Linked DNA regions of Mus musculus: all the other regions are linked to region 2. A link is a contact called in public HiChIP or PLAC-seq data. All regions are on one chromosome and are shown on one strand. Each heading gives the region's core, a stretch centred on a gene start, on an enhancer-like site or on the middle of the called end of the contact. The rest is flanking DNA. Distances are from core to core; before and after follow the strand shown.

Region 1 (4,326 bases), core at 829-3,328, 93 kb after region 2:
ATTTTTAAGTTTTAATTACAGAGTGGTCTGTTCTAGCTACTGTATACTTGGAGAATGTGGGAGAAAGTTCACATGACTCACTTTCAAATGGATCATTGACTATGACAAAGTATATAAATAACTTTGACACAGATATTATATCTCCAGATAGCTTTAAGAGATTAAAGAAGGTATTTCTGTTAGACTTTTTGTTTTATTTCTTGCTGTATAGACCAGACTGACCTCAAATTTATGACAATCTTCCTGCCTCAGCTTCTATTAGAGGTGTGAAAATATAGAAGAGTCAGACAAAGGAACTGGGCATTGCCAGTAACACTGGATAGGAAACTGCTTCATTTCCACTTTCCACAAGCATTGTTTCTGACTCATGCTCCTCATTTTCTGTTATTTTCTCATCTGACAGGTTCCGTGTTTCTCGGCTGCCTGATCGTGGCTGTTGTGCTAAGCTCCGTCAACAGCTACTATTCTTCCCCAGCCCAGCAGGTGCCCCAGAACCCGGCTTTGGAGGCCTTCCTGGCTCAGTTTGGCCAACTGAAGGAGAAATTTCCAGGTCAGAGTTCCTTCCTGTGGCAGCGAGGACGTAAGTTTCTCCAGAAGCACCTCAATGCCTCGAACCCCAGTGAGCCGGCCACCATCATCTTCACAGCTGCTCGAGAGGGCAAGGAGACCCTCAAGTGCCTGAGCTACCATGTTGCCAACGCCTACACCTCTTCCCAGAAGGTGACTGCCGTCTCCATAGACGGAGCCGAAAGGGCCCTGCAGGACAGTGACACAGTCAAGCTGCTGGTTGACTTGGAGCTTAGCGATGGGTTTGAGAATGGCCACAAGGCTGCTGTGGTCCACCACTTCGAATCCCTTCCTGCCGGCTCCACCCTGATCTTCTACAAGTACTGTGACCATGAGAACGCCGCCTTTAAAGATGTGGCACTTGTCCTGACAGTCCTGCTGGAGGAGGAAACGTTAGAAGCAAGTGTAAGCCCCAGGGAAATAGAAGAAAAGGTGAGGGATTTACTCTGGGCTAAGTTCACCAACTCTGAGAGCCCCACCTCCTACAGCCACATGGACTCAGACAAACTGAGTGGGCTCTGGAGCCGCATCTCCCACCTGGTGCTGCCCGTCCAGCCCGTCAGGAACATAGAAGAGCGAGGCTGCCTTTTGTGAAGCCAGTCACAGAGGTGACATGGAAGGGCCATGTCTCAGGGCTCTGTCCCGCTAGGAGGTGACTGGCATGTGAGAGGAAACAGCTGGGAGGCCGTCACTGTGTTAGAAAAGAAGCTTTTTTTCTTTGACTTTTAAAAAATCTTTCTAGTCTGAACTTTGATAAAACTAACAATTGGCCTGATGTTTTTCTTTGTTTTTTAAAGCCAATCAGGGTTAAAATACAACATGATGTATTGTTTAAGTGTCCAGCACATCAGTAGAATAGAATTGTTTTGCACAGGAAGATCTGATTCTCCGGGGAACTGCAGCCCCACTGCTGCCTGCAAGGACTCTCACCAGCCTCTAGGGCAGTGCTTGGACCTGGACGAGGTGTCATGTAAATGATTTTAGAGAACTCTTCTACTACATATTAAGTGCTTTTTAATATTCACTTTTTTTTGTTGTTTTTTTCTGAGGCAGGGTTTCTCTGTGTAGCTCTGGCTGTCCTGGAACTCACTTTGTAGACCAGGCTGGCCTCGAACTCAGAAATCTGCCTGCCTCTGCCTCCTAAGTGCTGGGGTTAAAGGCGTGCAGCATCACTGCCTGGCCTTAATACTCACTTTAATAATACACTTGTGGGTTGATTGTGTCTTACACAGATTTGCACTTTGAGTAGGTGAAAACAGAAAACTAGAATTCAACCCTCCAAACCTACCTAAGAGCCTGGTGTGTGTGTGCTTCTGTTCCGTTAGTGAGCTGAGGCCAGAACAGCTGTGCTCAAAAAAGAACCTTCCCAAGCATTGGACTCAATGACGAAATTGTTAGTAATCACCAGAAATGAAAAAATCCCCCTTGGCCATGTCACTTGTCTTTGCCTACCCAGCAGCCCCTCCTTCCTGTGAATCATGCCTGCTCTTGGCTGCTGGGTTTGGGGTTCTCTGTTAGGATTTCAGTGGAGCTGAGTTTCACAGAGAAGTTTGAAAGCCATTGATGAAGTGAAAGTGCATTCTAGAGTAGGAAGGATAGGAAGACATGAAAGGGTTAAAGCTGAGGAGTAACAGGAAGTTCTGTTGTTCAGGGCGACAGAGACCTGCAGATGAGCTGCTACTGGAGGGTGTAGGGCAGGGCCGTGAGCTTTTGTCCCTTTCTGTGGATCTTTCCTGTCCTCCCCTGCTGGAATCTCACTGTTGTCTGTGTTCTTTCAGAAAAGACTTGAGGTCCTCAGCTAGTTAGAAATGCCGTCAGGAAAGGAACTTGATAAACACAAGGGGAAGGTCTCCTGTAGGGAACAGAAAGAGGAATCATGGCCAATATCCGTTGTTAAGCTACATCCCATGATTTCAGACTGGGGCCAATAAGCTGTTAATCAGTACGTGAACTCTGAAAGTAAAACTCTAGTAAAATGATCTTGACCCACAAAAGGTCTGTTCCTTTACATGGATGGGAAAAGCCCTTGGAATCTTGCACTCAGTTTTGGGTCATCTGCTGCTAAGAGATCATGTATACACTTAAGACATTAAGCAACCTGAGTCTAAAGGGATTTTAGGAAACACTAAGAAGATGTCTATTGGTAGTTAAATGGATCACAGAGACACGGGTGAGAGGTGATCTGAAAATATTTCCCACAAGATGGCTTTGGCCACAACCTTTGGTGTTAAGTAAGTTAAGTATGGGGGCACACATGAAACAGTATGTATTTGGGATTTTGAAGGAATCCTGATATAGATTTCAGAAAAGACCCTACACAAAGTTTAAGCATAGTGAATGGAATTTTTCTGTCAACTCATTGTAAAACACAGGGATTGAAGAAAAATCCATTTGCCATTTTTGAATTTTTTTTCTTCTGTATTTCTAGACTTATTTGTTTTGAATGCTAGTGGCTTGTCACATAGCCATGTCTGGCCTGGTGTTTACTCTGTAGCATAGGCTGACTTTGAACTTAGAGTAATTTCTCCTACCTCCGTGTGCTGAGTGCCGAGGCTACAGGTGTGTGCCATCATATCCAACTTTCATGTAAGCTCTTAGCCACTAGCATTACATCGCGTAAAACCACATCAAATCGCGTCAAAAGGTGCCTTGCAGACTGTCATGTTGGCCTTTGACCCATGCTACCTCAGACTCTAGAGGAATGTCTACAGTATTTGTGCACAGTCTATGTCAGTGGCTCAGATCACAAGTGGAAAGCAATCGTTTCCTCATTAAAACTATGTAAAACGACAGCCTTACATAGTTTCCTGTCAACACAAATTTAGGATATAATACATTTTAGAAATTTATTATTTTTCAATTATTTTTGGTTTTTTTACTACTTACCTTGTAAAAATACACTTTTCCTTTTGTCATAAGTGCAATCAGCTGAGTGAGACTTGTCAGTTGTTGTTGCTTTTTTTTTTTCTATCCTCTGTTTCAAAACTCAGGGCCTTAACATTCAAGGAAAGTGCCCTACCACTAACCTATATCCCAGACCTCTTAAAAGTCATTTTGAAAAGAAGCAGTATGTTAGTTTGGGGTCAGAACAAGTAATTTTCTGGTTTTGATACCGAGTCTCTACACAGTCCAAAGTAATGATTCTCAAGCCTCGGGCTCTTACAGGATGGGATTACGGTAGTGTGCCGCCACACCAGCCTATTATCCCGTGTACTGTCTTCTAGACCATTGCTTTTCATATTCAGTTTTCCAGCCTTTTATGTGTGTTGTAATTCTTTGTGATAATTTGCCTGTGTGTGTATGTTTTTTATTGGTGGTGGGGTTTTTTTTGTTTGTTTTTAACTAGGAATCCCTTCTTGAGTAATACCAAGTCTTAGAAGCAAGCAGGGGAAATAGAAACTGTCTTTAGACTTGGGTCTTTCTTTCCCTTTCAGGTAAAATTTAGGGTTCTTCTGGGCACCACTCAGAGATTGTCAGAAAAGCTCTAGAGAGTTCTTAACACTGAACTAATTTTAGTAACTTTTACCTGGAAGTCCGCAGGCTTAGGGGGAGTAGTGAGGCTCAGTACCCTTCCCATTGGCTTATGTGCCCCACCCCCACCCCCAATCACTGTGGCTGATGGTACAGCTTTGTCTCACAGCCTTTGGTCCACAGTCTTGTTAAAGACAGGAGCACTGTGAGCACGGATGTTGGCTATGACAGACAGATGCAGCCTGTGAACACGAGAGTAGTGCAGCAAAAATGATTTTCACCAACACT
Region 2 (4,242 bases), core at 1,593-4,092:
AACAGAGCACCTGGGCAAATCATTAAAATCATCAAAGCTTTAGGACCCACCTGTGGCTTATTCTCAGTGGATTTTAAATCCCAGGCTGTCATTCCCCTGATACCCAGCAAATTTGAGCAGACATTTGGAGCATATGTCTACAAAAAAGCTAAAATGTGCCTATGAACTAAGAACCAGATTTTTGTTTTTATTTGAAAGTATTATCCTAGGACTGAGATGAACTCAACTCTTATTGTTTAATATATGCTAGAAACTGTGTGCACAGTGACCAACAGAGAACCTCTGCCAGAACAGGACTCGGAGGCCAGGTGAGGAATAATAATAAATAATAACCCAATACTCAAAGGTAAGCGTGAAGTTCCACTGAGGAGCACCAATGACTGATGATGACAAGAAAACCAATGCAGAGACACTGCAGTTCTTTAACTATGTTACACTAAAAACTGACATGGGGGAAAGTCAATAAGGAAAACTATTTTGCACTTTGACCCACACAGCACAAATAACAATCACAACTACAAAGAGAAGTGATCCATTATAATAATTCATGACTTATTAATAATTAATAAAATTTTATGAAAATGCTAATGCCTTTAAAAACCAGAAATCACAAGGAACAAGTGTCATGTGCAAAGGAAGAATGTATTTTTAAAAATATCTTGAAATAATAACAAATAGCAAAAGTATCTAAGGCTAATATTTAATTTAAAATGTAGCTAATTCTAGAACATCTGCAGAATAAAAACAGCACACATAAATTAATGGCTTTGTATGTTCATTTCCACAACTACAAAATAAAGATCTGAGTCCCCTTTGCTCACAAGAGTACACAAAGACTAATTCATGGAAGTACACTCGTCCCCCCACCCTCGCCCCCAAAAAGTCAGTTATTTCGTAAAACTTCTCTTTTGCCCTCATTATAAATTATAGCAGTTTAACAAACTAAAGTGGTTACATAAGGACTTCACTTCCTTTCTTGTTGCCTCTATATAGTGTGTTAAAAATGGATTTTAAAAAATGACAATCAGAAGAAAAAAATTTTAAAACTTTAATTCATAAATGTATTAACACCATAAAAGGTTGATTCTATAGTATTGATGGTCTTAAAATAATACTATACACCAATACATGTCAGAAAAAAGTCTTTCATATTTATACAAAATTGTTTACAAACATTACTATCACTATAAGCACAAAGTTCTGCTATGAAAAGACAAGATACATATTTGTCTACATATACAATGTATTCTGGCATGACCTTCATATTCTGATTAAGGTGTACTAAGTTGAATGCAGTAACAGTTCAGATTTGTTGCATTTAATAGTTTGTCAATTTAGCATACAAAACCTCTTACACTTTCATGGGCTTGCAATAACTTCTAGTACAGGTCTAGGAGTCTCCCAAAGTCACAATCCCAAGTTATTAGCAGCACGCTGCCTTTTTAAAAAGCAGTATTTTAAATTAAGAAAGTTTTTAAATGGAGAGCAGTTTGTAGTATTTCATTATTGCCTCTTCAAAAATTCCCAGGTGCTAATAGTAGGTTGGTCTAGGATGGACTGTCCATTTAAATCTTTAAAATACAAGCGAAGGGAGCAGGTTAACATGGCAACACTAACGACTTCTCCAATTTCAAAACAAGAAACACCAGCAAAACAATTAAGTAGAGTACATGGATACCGACCACTATTCCTAAGGGCCTATTTTTTCCCCCCAAATGAAACATTTGTTACAACATCAAAAAATCCATTTAAAAAAAAATCTATACCTATTTGCAAGTTCCGAACTTGAAAACTAAAACCCTGGCAAATTTCTGCCTGTATCTGTGACATTAACTAAATATGATTTAGCATATTAGTCTGAATTTAAAAGAGGGGGGAGGGGAGGGAAAGTGACAACTTCCAACGTGTAAGGCTTGTTAAATGTCACCCCCTCTCCACCCAATCATGTGTGAATAAGCCGGTGGACTCCATTCAACAACTGCTGCTGGACTGGAGGTGATCAAAGTTTTCCCCATACTGCACTTTGAGAATATTACACCCAGGAAAAGGAACAGAAACTGTTCCTGACACTGGAGCTAGTGCCCCGGAATTTCCCAAAATATGCTCGATCTCCAAACGAAGAAGGGACACTTCGGAGACCAAAGGTGAGAGGTGGCTTAACTCTATGCAGACAAGAGGAGGGGCGAGGGTGCTGAGGGCGACACTGGCAGGTAAGCAAAGAAATCTTGTCTTCCGTGGGCACCAGTAGGTCCGGGAGCCCAGGTCTCAGGATGACCCTCCAGGAAAAGTCTCGGGACCCAAGGAGGGTCCCCGGGGGGGACGTCAGGCAGTGCCAGGGGGGCCCCGCCCCGCCTCTCTGGCCACCTCGGGGACCTGGGACCGCGGACAGAGACATCCGAGGCGGAGCAGGCTCCGCCAGGTCTCCCCGCAGCTCACCTGAGAGTGTCGCCTCCGCCCTCGGCTCCCACGGTGCATCCCGCGGGGCCTGGCGGAGGGTGCAGTGACGCCGCCCCGACCGGCCCCAGGGCTGCCCGGCCTGGCCTCCCCGCTCCGGGGACGCACCGGGTGCCCGCCTCGCCCCGGCTCCCGGGATCCGCCGGGCGGCAGGCAAGGAAGGAGAGGCGCAGAGGCGGCCTTCCTCTGCCCCGCCGCGAGCCCCCTCCCGAGCTGCGGCTCTCCGCAGTCCTCTCAGGCGCAGGTCCGGCCCCGCTCCCCCGCCCCGGGAGTCACTTCGGCAGCGGCGGCCCAGTCGCCATTACAGCTCAACAACTGACACGGAGGAGGAGCGGCGCCGGCGGCAGTGGCGGTGGCGGCGGCGCGAGGCAGGGCGGGAGCAGTCAGGGAGGGAGAGGGCGGGGGGGGGGGGAGAGAGACTCGCCAAACCTCGCGAGAACTGTCCGGAGACGGTTCCGCAGGAATGCAACCCTGGGTGAAGGCCAGCCATGTTGAGTGTGGCCGACGGAGGAGCGCGATCGGACCCGAGGCTAGAGGATGCGGGGAAGCCATCTTTGGTGTGGCGCTTTGGGAGCTCGGCGGGACTCGGGAGGAGCCAGAGTCTATCCGCAGAGGAGACCACCCCCTTCCCTTTGACGCTAATTGGGCCTTCTGGCTGAGCGGGTCACCCCCGAGCCAAAACACGCTGAGGACTTGACAAGGGTGACCCAGGGATCCGGGACCCGGCAGACGATTCAGAAGGAATCGTCACTCTAGGCGGATCGGAGTAACCGCAGCTTTGCGGCTGCTCGCTGCTGTCACTGCGGCCCTCTCATTGGCCAGGGGTTTACAGTTCTGTTCAGCACGCACACTGATGGCTTAAGCTCTTTCCAAAACAAGCAAAAACTACGTTTCCTTTCCCTTCGGTGTTGTGGTTTGAGAAGCCCTCTGGGGTCAACATATTTTCTCTTAGCTTTGTCTTTGTCACCAGCCTCCGCTTGGTGAATTTTATCGTCTGTCAAGACTGTAAAGGACAGCTTTTCTGCGAATAATGCCTGACACCTTCCGCTAGGTGCTCACTGCAGCTAAGCTCTCCACCTTCTGGGCTCCGATAGTTACTTTGCCTCGAAATTATTTCTCATCTAAAGTACCATGGGTGTCTTAAAGTCTCCTTTTTCTATGTATACCCAGTAGGGCCTGGCACAGTAACTACAACACTGTAGATGTTCAATAAATGTTCGCTACCTTGACCATATCAATAAAAGCAGACGACAATAACTGATCCTCCCCATAAGACAGCCGCGCCTCAGCAGGAACTACGTGAATGTACAAAAGTCCTGCACATATGTCAATGTATACACCCTCCCTGAGAACAGCACTTCAGCAAAGAATGAGAGTTGTGGAGATCCCGAGTACGCAAGCAGTAGCAAGAAAAAGATTTGAAAGGTGGAACTGCGGCAGGGAAATGGATTAGCAGGTAAAGGGAATTGCCACCACGCCTGGCGATCTTAGTTTGATCCCCGGACCCAGAATGGTGGACCAAGAGAGCAGATTCCTCTAAGGTGTCCTCTGATCTGCATTGCGTGCAGGTGCATGAGAAGACATGTATGATTACATACATACATACATACATACATGTAATAAAAAGAAAAGTGAAATTTACCTTTTCTCCAGCCTAGTTATTTTAAAGAACGTATCCAATCCCCTTATTGAGTTATGATTACTTTTTAATAGTGGGTTCTGAAACACTATCTGCCCAATATTATAGCACCAATCAATGGGAAATAATCTCCTTTACTCTAAAGCTAA
Region 3 (4,204 bases), core at 1,480-3,979, 70 kb before region 2:
GTCTTTCTATGTGGAAAGCAATTGCTACAAGTACCAGTTTCAGCAAGTGTTTTACTGAGTGTGAGTGTGTGTGTATATGTGTGAGGGTGTGTGATGGCCCTGGACTCCATCCTCTAAGCAATACTTTGAGCAACATACAGCACTTAAGAGGCATTAGGTATAAAATGACAACCTGTAATGAGTTGGAGAAAGTGAGCTAAGAAATGAAAACATTTACCAATACAAAAATTATCTTGTAAAGTAGCACAAACCAAAGATTATTGCCACTATTTTTAGTTTGAGAACTGTGTTGATGAGATCAGATCAGATGAGACAGGCTGGGAACGTGGCTCACACTTGGCACAGTGTTTAGCATTCACCAAACCCAGGTTTGATTCCCAACATCAAAAATAAAAACATCATAACACATAAAGCATGTCTTATTTCAAAAAAACCCCTGAGTACTGAAAACGATACTTATTGAAAGAACTTGCTTTTTCTGATGCTCTAGCCAGGCTAGTTCGGCCTTTGTCTTCTCCTTTAAGGCCTTTTCTCGAAGACGCAGAAGTGAGGACTGGTGAGCTGCGCGCACTTCCTCTTCCTTCATGTACTGCCGCACCATCTCCATGGTGAACTTAGAAAAGCTATCCTGTCCTCCTGAGAATGGCATGCTCAGCTCCTAAAGCACACAATTTATTTCAAAACTTTTAGCACTTAACTTCATTTAGAAAGTTACATATTTATAAAAAGCAAATTACAAAAGATACGGTGGGGTCACATGACTATAGTTCCAGAGGCTAAGATATGAGGATATACGGTGGGGTCACATGACTATAGTTCCAGAGGCTAAGATATGAGGATATACGGTGGGGTCACATGACTATAGTTCCAGAGGCTAAGATATGAGGATATACGGTGGGGTCACATGACTATAGTTCCAGAGGCTAAGATATGAGGATATACGGTGGGGTCACATGACTATAGTTCCAGAGGCTAAGCTATGAGGATATATGGTGGGGTCACATGACTATAGTTCCAGAGGCTAAGCTATGAGGATATACGGTGGAGTCACATGACTATAGTTCCAGAGGCTAAGCTATGAGGATCGCATGAACACGTTTGAGACCAGCCTGAGGAACACAGTGAGATTTCATCTTAAAAAGAAATGAATAAAAAAGAAATGAAACAAATGAGCATTGTATAAACCATCTACCATATAAGAAAATATTGCTCAAAAAGAGGAGAGGAAGGAAGTGACATTCACCTAAAAAAAAAAATTGAACCTTTTTTTAAATAAACAGTTACTGCAAGTCATGCAGTGGACTGGGAACCAAGCAGGGTAAAACTCTGTCCCTCTTTCCCATTAAGCATACACTTTGGAAAGAAGAATATATATTTCAAATGGATGAAATGAAAAAGCTGTAATACTGGTTGAGATCTTTAAAGGTCTTATTATAACTAAAAAGTTTATATTCTATTTTATTTGAGCAACCAAGCCAGATTTTACATGTATAATATAAATCTGATCTTGGACAATATCTCTGATAGTTGCCAATTATATACCTGGTATTTATATAAATGTGTTCTCATACTTTTGAAAACCTATGACTGCAATCATGAGCCTCCTTAGTAAAAGCGCACCTTGGTAGAAGACAGAGCAGTCTTGTCTGGGGAAGCATCCTCATCCGAGTCGTCATGATGGCCTCTTTTCTTTTCCATGTTAAATCTACGATGACTCTCAGAAGGTAGTAGAGAGCGAAATGACTTTTCTTCTATTTCATCTTCTGTCATAGATTCATCAAATTTCAGGGAGTATTCTGTTGCAATAGAAGTTGAGTCTAATAGAATGGAGAGAAACATCATAATTCTTTTACAGGGGAAGGAAGGGTGTGACACAGGGTCCCACATAGCCCAGGCCTTAATTCCTGATCCTCCTGCCTCTACCTTCCAAGTGCTGGGCTCACAGGTGTGCCACGCTGCACGCCATCACATCTAGTTTATGCTATGTGGTGCTGCGCTTCAAGCCCAGATCTTAGTGTGTGCCAGGCAAGCATGATTCCAACTGAGCTACATCTCCAGCCCCATACCCAGTCAGAATCATTATTCTCAGTAGGCCTTTAAGTAGAACCCCTTTTGCCTCTTACTGAGGCAATTCTATAGAAATTCTCAGAACTGTACCTAGCATTTAAGAGGAAAAATTAAATATCTTACAAATAAGAAAAAAAAAAGCCTCTCTAAAAATACCTAGAAATGCTAGAATAAGAAATATGCTAATCTTGCCTCTCACAGGCTACAGAAATCAGGAGAGCTGGCCCTGTCTCTCTCCTGCTGCAACACTCAAGACACCCTGAACTTCACCTGGGCAGTACAATAGAGCTGACCCTGGGGATAGAGAGAGCAGGTGAGCTGCCCCTGAAACTTGAAACCCAATGGTGGCATGGGCAAGGCAGAGATGCCCTCTTTCTTACCCCTCACCACCATGTTATGCAGGAGAGCCAGCCCAAAGGTGATGAGAGTGGGAGAACTGGCCTTGTCCCTCACCAACTGCATGTCCTGTACCTCACCTGGGCAATACAGTAGAGCTGGCCTTGGGTGCAGGGGTTCAGGGTGAGGAAAGTTGGCCCAGTCCCTTGCCTGATGCAGCACTCAGGAGAGCAGGCCCTGCACCTTGACTGGGCAGCACAATAGAGATGGCCCTGCTGGCATGGGTATGGGTGAGCTGGCCTGAGGGCCTGTGAGTAGAACTGGCTCTGCCCCTTGCCAGCTGCAGCAATGGATGAGCTCTGCAGCAGAGATGGAGAGCCTCTCCTGGTGGTATGGGGGAAGGAGAGCTGGCAGGCTGACCAGCTCAGCGACCACCCAGGCCCAGAGCCAAGGCTTGGAGTTGGTCCACCCCAGCATCTACCCATCTATGAGCTGCTGGAGCTTGTCAAGGGGCCAGTCCTGCAGATCCAAAGCTGCAGGGTCTCCACGACACAGGGCGACAACAGGATATCCAAGGAGTCCCAGTGAGGATCCAGTATTGATAGTATAGCAGAAGCCAGAGGCCTGGAACCAGACCAATGAGTCACTGCAGTGAACATTTGCAAGTAAAGAAGTGTGGACAAGAGGGTGGCACCATGGGACATAACGGGGCACACTACAGCTTCCACGACAAGATTTGTTTTTCTTTTGTGGGGAGGTAACAAGGGTGGAAGGTGGGTACGAAGAGATGGAGAGATGAGTGGGATTGAGGTGCCTGATGTGAAAGGCACAAAGAATTTTAAAAGTTAAATAATAAAAAAGAAATATATTAAAAAATTAATATTTTTCATAAAGAACAATTACAGATCAACTAGGAAAGCCTTATTATACAAAGTTTATGACCAGATGCTTTACAAAGGAAACAAGGAAAAAAAGTTTATAAACATTTAACATTATAGCAAAGAAATAAAAGTTATCCTACAGCTGAACACACTTCAGATACACAACTTTAATGACTCAAGCTGGATCTAACCTGAAAGCCTCTTTCCTGTGGTCTCAGTTTTATAGTTCCAGAAGATTACTGTGCAAGCCGCCAACGGAAGGAAGCCATTGCACCAGCCACTGCACCATCCTCCCATCTCCAACACCTGGGAACCACAATGATTACTGCACAAAGGTGCAATGAGCAGCACTCGCACTCGTTATGTGGAAGGACAGGTGTCTAGTGGGGCTTAAGGACAAAATTCATGCCTGCTACTGGGAACCTGGCAGACTTCCTGGGATGAGTGAGGTTATGAACCATAGAAAAGTAATCTTGAATCCTCTCTTTTCTAGACCAGCATAACTCCTTATCACAGTCTCAATCATCCAATTTCTTATTTACCCAGATTTCACAAAGCAAACTGCCCACAAACTGACTGCTGGTAAAACACCTGAGAACCCAGTGGCTACAAAATTTACTCTCAGAAGAGTGTGCCCTATGCTGGACGATCAGAGAAGCCGCATGGTTGTGCCACTCTGCAATGAGATTTATCAGTAGCTCAATGAACTTAGGTTCACAAACTTCTCTCCTAGCATCCGGTGAAACACTGCTTTGACTTCAAAACAGATCTTATCTTAGAAGTAAGTTCTCACTCAGGAGAGGCAAAGGAAAGCTGCATGGGTGTCCTTTTAAAAATCATGACCCTGATTGGGTGGTGGTGGCAAATGCCTTTAATCCCAGCACTCAGGAGGCAGAGGCAGGTGGCCAGCCTGGTCTACA

Evidence for each region. HiChIP or PLAC-seq counts read pairs in DNA pulled down with a chosen protein or histone mark.
Region 1: an H3K27ac HiChIP or PLAC-seq map of extraembryonic endoderm stem cells shows a contact between it and region 2. The contact joins the enhancer-like site here to the promoter of Cep350 in region 2. A contact is called at or near these places in 1 of 39 promoter capture datasets (liver), 6 of 115 datasets of contacts at active chromatin or transcription factors (the SCID.adh cell line, bone marrow-derived macrophages, embryonic stem cells and 1 more) and 3 of 9 other capture datasets (adipose tissue, liver and pancreatic islet).
Region 3: a contact with region 2 is called in an H3K4me3 HiChIP or PLAC-seq map of the SCID.adh cell line, with 13 read pairs. The contact joins the enhancer-like site here to the promoter of Cep350 in region 2. A contact is called at or near these places in 3 of 39 promoter capture datasets (HPC-7-derived erythroid cells, embryonic stem cells and neutrophils), 4 of 115 datasets of contacts at active chromatin or transcription factors (the SCID.adh cell line, T-cell acute lymphoblastic leukemia, embryonic stem cells and 1 more) and 1 of 9 other capture datasets (pancreatic islet).

Annotation. Positions count from the first base shown.
Region 1 is chr1:156,064,298-156,068,623 of GRCm38.p6, forward strand. Tor1aip2 (torsin A interacting protein 2) reads left to right here. Exons shown (of 7, transcript NM_172843.4): 7 at 404-4,326. The coding sequence ends at 1,161. Among named protein-coding and RNA genes, the nearest start is that of Tor1aip1, 30 kb to the left of the region's middle. Within about 2 kb of position 2,079, at least 65 of the 459 cell types and tissues checked have an H3K27ac peak or open chromatin away from gene starts, as enhancers often do. A contact at or near this core is called in adipose tissue, bone marrow-derived macrophages and extraembryonic endoderm stem cells, where this site is marked.
Region 2 is chr1:155,970,413-155,974,654 of GRCm38.p6, forward strand. Cep350 (centrosomal protein 350) reads right to left here and starts at 2,843. Exons shown (of 38, transcript NM_001039184.1): 1 at 2,437-2,843.
Region 3 is chr1:155,900,967-155,905,170 of GRCm38.p6, forward strand. Cep350 (centrosomal protein 350) reads right to left here. Exons shown (of 38, transcript NM_001039184.1): 23 at 1,621-1,817; 24 at 474-658. Among named protein-coding and RNA genes, the nearest start is that of Gm37383, 17 kb to the left of the region's middle. Within about 2 kb of position 2,730, at least 14 of the 459 cell types and tissues checked have an H3K27ac peak or open chromatin away from gene starts, as enhancers often do. A contact at or near this core is called in the SCID.adh cell line and T-cell acute lymphoblastic leukemia, where this site is marked.